2 separate regions of the Mus musculus genome follow, and region 2 is linked to region 1. The links are chromatin contacts, called in public HiChIP or PLAC-seq maps. All regions are on one chromosome and are shown on one strand. The core of a region is the stretch at or near the end of the contact, and the rest is flanking DNA. Distances in the headings are between cores, read along the strand shown.

What was found. HiChIP or PLAC-seq counts read pairs in DNA pulled down with a chosen protein or histone mark.
Region 2: a contact with region 1 is called in an H3K27ac HiChIP or PLAC-seq map of the HPC-7 cell line, with 7 times the contacts expected there. The contact joins the enhancer-like site here to the promoter of Dennd1c in region 1. A contact is called at or near these places in 9 of 39 promoter capture datasets (the 3T3-L1 cell line, the C10 cell line, the HPC-7 cell line and 5 more), 3 of 484 Hi-C or Micro-C datasets (B cells and pre-megakaryocyte-erythroid progenitors), 9 of 115 datasets of contacts at active chromatin or transcription factors (the HPC-7 cell line, bone marrow-derived macrophages, effector CD8 T cells and 4 more) and 3 of 9 other capture datasets (adipose tissue, liver and pancreatic islet).

What each region holds. Positions count from the first base shown.
Region 1 is chr17:57,077,232-57,079,780 of GRCm38.p6, forward strand. It overlaps Dennd1c (DENN/MADD domain containing 1C), which reads right to left and starts at 1,267. Exons shown (of 24, transcript NM_153551.2): 1 at 1,159-1,267. The coding sequence starts at 1,175.
Region 2 is chr17:57,289,213-57,291,761 of GRCm38.p6, forward strand. The region is part of intron 1 of Vav1 (vav 1 oncogene); the gene reads left to right. Among named protein-coding and RNA genes, the nearest start is that of Vav1, 11 kb to the left of the region's middle. Within about 2 kb of position 1,274, at least 133 of the 459 cell types and tissues checked have an H3K27ac peak or open chromatin away from gene starts, as enhancers often do. A contact at or near this core is called in B cells, the HPC-7 cell line, adipose tissue and 5 more, where this site is marked.

The DNA.
Region 1 (2,549 bases), core at 17-2,516:
CTCTGTGAGTTCAAGGCTTGCTTGATCTACATAGGAGTTCCAGGCTAGTCAGAACTACATACTGAGACCCTGTTTCTAAAGAGAGGGCTAGAGACAGAGAGGAGAGAGAAGGCAGGGGGAGACAGACAGACCAAGAGAGAGAGAGAGAGAGAGAGAGAGACAGAGAGAGACAGAGAGAGACAGAGAGAGACAGAGAGAGACAGAGACAGAGACACAGAGAGACACAGAGACACAGAGAGACACAGAGACACAGAGAGACACAGAGAGACACAGACACAGAGAGACACAGAAACAGAGAGACAGAGAGTTAGGGAGGGAGGAAGAGAGAGAAACAGAGACAGAGACAGAGACAGAGAAAAGGTAGCAAGAGGAGTCAGAGATAAAGGCATGCCTGTGACAGTGTGTCTGCCTGTAACAAGCACTTGGATAAAAAGAACATACTTATGATTCTTTCTGGTGCCTGTCTCTTGAATCTGTGGGGTAGAACGGCAGAGTCTCAGGTGTGTATCATGTGAGTCCTATCTCTTCTTTCCCTGTGCCTTTGAGCATATTTATGGCTTGTCCTTGTGTCTCTGGGAGATTTTTGTGCGGCCCACACTCAGCAGAGAAAGAAGAGCAAGGTGTCTTGGCACTGAACTGCAAGCCCCACAGCCTGCTCTTCCCTGCTGTCTACTGCATCTAGCAGAAGATGCTGAGGCCTTAGCTTTCAGAAACCAAGGGAAGTGTCTGTCTTGCTGATACCATATCCCATCTGGTTACACACACCACCCTGACATGAGCACCTGAAGCATCTCATTGTTGTACGGACACAGACACCCATGAGTCCCCCACTAAGGTTGACAGACAGTTTCCCACCATACCCTTCACACCTTACCACTGACTATCCCCTCCTGGAAATCACCTTCCTAAAAACCCCACCCTTACTGGAGCGTCATACTCCTAAAGTCCCTGGTTTCATTACACAGATCTAGAGCCAGGAAAATTGAAGAGAATGGCCTGATCAGGTCCCTAGAAGCCCCTCTGGTCAGTGGGTAGCTGTGCTTCCTGGGCCCTCCCCTGCTGTAGCCCCAGTTTTTTTGTTTTTTGCCCTCCCCCAACCCCACCCCGGCTCAGGTCTGGCAATCTCGCTGCACAGGATGGAGGGAAGACAGCTCTTACGTCTCTGTGGATCCCATGGTCTCTGCAGGGCTGGCCCAGCTGGGCCCTTTCCCCTAGTGCTTCTGGGGCTGGGGGAGCCTGTGTTTGCTTGGGGCTGGGCCCCTGATCTGCTCAGTTTCCTGTGTGGCTGAGAGAGGAAGTTTAACAGGGTGACGTCCCAGCCAAAGGAGGCCCCCGCCCCCACCCTCTGTGAGGAACTCAGGCGTCCTGGCTTCACAGCCTAGGTGGGGACAGGGTCTATGGGAAACAGGGCCAGGTTGGGAAGTCTAGCTTCACCCTTATGGTCCCCATGGCCACACCCAGGCCCTTTCTTTCTGAGTCCCCTGGGTATTGAAAGCCTGTGAAGATCACCCCCATCATTTCCCTGTGTTGCTTCTTGGTTTCATTTACAAGGGGCAGCTGCACTGAAGAGCAAAAGAGGCTGACAGAGGTTGATCGCTGGAGTCACACAGGAATCCTGATGGAAATGCAGGAGAGGCTCAGAACCCAGGTAAGGTGAGCACATGGGCACACACAGACACTCCCCCACACGCACACTGAGAGAGGTCACAGAATTGACTGAAGACAGGCAGACAGGCCCGGGTATTACCAAATTTAGGGTTCCATCTGTACCCCAAGAAGTTAGCTTCAGGGATTGGAGACATAGTTCCATAGTTAAGTGCATGTACTGCTATTGTACAGTGTGGTGGCTTGAATATGCTTGGCCCAGAGAATGGCACTATTAGGAGGTGTGGTCTTATTGGAGTAGGTGTGGCCTTGTTGAACTCCTGGAGCTGTGTCACTGAGGGTGTGGGCTTTGAGACCTTTCTCCTAGCTGCCTGAAAAAAGACAGTCTTCTCCTGACTGTCTTCGGATCAAGATGTAGAACTCTTGGCTCCTTCTCCTGAACCATGTCTGCCTGGATGCTGCCATGCTCCCACCTTGATGATAATGGACTGAACCTCTGATCCTGTAAGCCAGCCCTAATTAAATGTTGTCCTTTATAAGAGTTGCCTTGGCCATGGTGTTTCTTCTCAGCAATGGAGACCCTAATTAAGACACACAGGATGTAAGTGAAACACCACATGGGTGGTTCACAACTTCAGCTCCAGTGGATCTGAAGCCTCTGGCTTCTAGATACCCATTCACACAATTAGAAATAAAATCAATATTATACTGAAAAAAATTAAAAAAAAAAAAGAAGTCTTAAGCGTGGCTACCCATCCTTGAGAAGCCAATCAGCTACACCTTTAATCCTAGCTCTCAGGAGGCAGAGGCAGGCAGAGCTCTGTGAGTTTAGGGCCAGCTTGGGCTACACGGTGAGTCCCAGGACAACCTGGAACTCTCTACATAGGGAGATCCTGTCTCAAAAACACCAAAACCCAAACCAAACAAAATGCAGAAGATGCATT
Region 2 (2,549 bases), core at 24-2,523, 210 kb after region 1:
TTCTCTCTGTTCTTCTGGCTTTCGCCTTCTCTCCCTCTCTCCTTCTTTCCTTTTCTCCTCTTTCTCTGTTCTTCTTCCAACCCCTCCACATTTGTCCCTCTCCTTCCCTTCCTATTCCCTCATCTTTTATCGTATGAATAACATTTTGTCTCCTGGGGGAGATGTGAACACGTGTCTACTCGTCTCAGACAGGGCCAACAGCCAGGAAAAGCAAGGATCCCGCCAAAGTCCAACTTGATGAAGCACTGAGTGTCACTGTGTTACAGATAGGAATGTGGGTCAGGGCTCACTTAACAGGAACAGAAATGGCTCAAATACAGCTGTATCACCAAAGCCTGGCATGGATGGTGGGCGACTCAGGAAAGCTGCCTTCAGGCAGCTCTGAAAGGTGGACAGTTGTCTCTTCTAGGTGCCTTGTCCTGTCTGAACCTCTTCTGGGCAGTTCAGCTTGTCTTGAGAGCGGTCACCAGTAGTCCTTACAGCTTGTGCTTGGGGAGGGCAGTGCCTAGAGAATCTGGTCTGTTTCAGGAACTTCCTGCATATCTCCTGTTGTTTCCTGAGCTTCACGGGCTTTTCTGTAGGCTAGAATGCTTCACCTCCACTTAGCACATCCTATGTCTTAATGAGCTTCCTTCCAAGGTGGAAGGTTTCGTCTTAAGGGAAATTGCTACACAGCACCCTCTTTCCCCCTCCCTCTGCCTTCTCTCCCTTCCACTATCTTCTCCCCTCACCCCTGTTTCCCACCCCTGTTTTTGACACAGGGTCTCACTGTGGTTCCCTGGACAACCTGGAACTCACTCTGTAGTCCATGCTTACCTCAGAGTTTAGCCATCCTTTGCTCTGCCTCCTCTTCCTGAGCGCGGAGATTACAGGTATATTCCACCACACTGGGATTTCATTTCTGATTTTTGGTTGGAGAACCCAAGGCAGGATGACCTGTCCAAGGTCCCCCTGCTTACCAGTTTCAGCTGGGAGTCACCAGACACCTAGTTGTGGAAGGCGTACTGGGGTGTGAGGTGACAGGGAAAGAAGAGGAAGTCTGATTCCCAGAATGCTTTAGACTCATGCTGAAGAGTTGGGTCATCAGCTCCTCAATTCAAAGCTCTGGACAGGATGAGCAGCGTGACCACCCGCTCTGGGAAGCCTCAGGGAGCTAGCTGGAGTCTGAAAGATTACAGGGCTGAAGGAAGGCAGAGAGCCATGCCTCTACCCCTTGTCTATCTTCCCCAGCCAGGCCTGGTAACAGGCATTTCCTGTTTCCGGCCATCTCCTGGGTTTGGGTTGTGGGTGTGGAAAGCGCAGAAGGCAGAATTTGTGTTGAGTCTGGGCCGCTTTCTCCCAGCCCCCAAGAGAGGCCACTGTCCTTACTGCTACTTCCTTGAACAGAATTCTCTCTATTTTGGGCAGAGGCACCAAAAGCCAACTTCCGGCTTGATCACAGTGCCTGGCTCCTGATTTGCCTAAAGCCTTCTTGCTTGTCTAGCGCCATGGTCTTCTTTCGTCCCGGAGGATAAGGGAAGCAGAGGGGTTGTCCCTATAAAACAAGGAAGAATTCTCCTTCCACGTGCCTCCTACAGTGAGTGGCTTCCTGTCCTTCATCATCTTTTCACATGCCTTACGGTGCCAGGAAGTTCTTCTGGTGGTCTAACCACAGTCACCGTGCTTTCTGAAGGAGCCCAGCTCTCTAACTAGCTACTCTGAAGCGGTGGAAGGGGTTATGAATCATACTCCTTTTGGAAGAGTCATGTGACTTGAGGGAAGGCAGTCTCAAAGCTCAGCTGATTCTCTGAGGTTAGGAGGGGGATTTCCTTCCTTAGGCCACACAGACCTAAGGCCAGACATCACCTCTGGTGTTGGTCTGCCAGCCCTGTCTGCCTGTCTATGGCCCACAGGACTTCTGAGTGCTGTATATAATGGTGTATATAATTTCTGTGATATGCTGGTCCCTGTTATGTCCCCGTGAGGCCTGGGCGAGGGGGCTGTGGTGGCTCAATGTGGTTCAGGAGCTAGGGTAGAGCAGGAGTGGGGCTGGGTTCTGTGTGTTTCTCCACACTCCTGCTTTTACATGTGTGACTCTGGCAGGTGACAGCCCTGTGACAAGCCTCAGTTTTCCCACCTGTCAGATAGAAGTCCTTTGTTTAGCCATTTCGTCTTTCACTTGTGCGTGTGTGTATTTGTATGCATTTGTGCATGTTTATTATTACTATTATATTGTGTGTGTGTGTGTGTGTGTGTGTATGGGTGCAGATGCCTGAGGAGGCCAGAAGAGGGCATTGGATCCTCCTGAGTTGGACTCACAAGTGTGTGTGATATGGGATGGAAACCAAACTTGACTCCTCTGTGAGATGGACAGTGCCAGCACCCCTGAACATTCTCGTGGGTTTAAGCATTGAACCCAGGGCCTTGCTTTAGCAATTGAGTTGCCTCTCAGACCTCCTTCAATAACTTAGAAATTAGAGCATATTTTTTTTTTGGCAGTTTGGTCTGTGTACATATGTATTTTGATCATGGCCGCTCTACTCCCTTGTCTTTTTTGTGTTGTTGTTGTT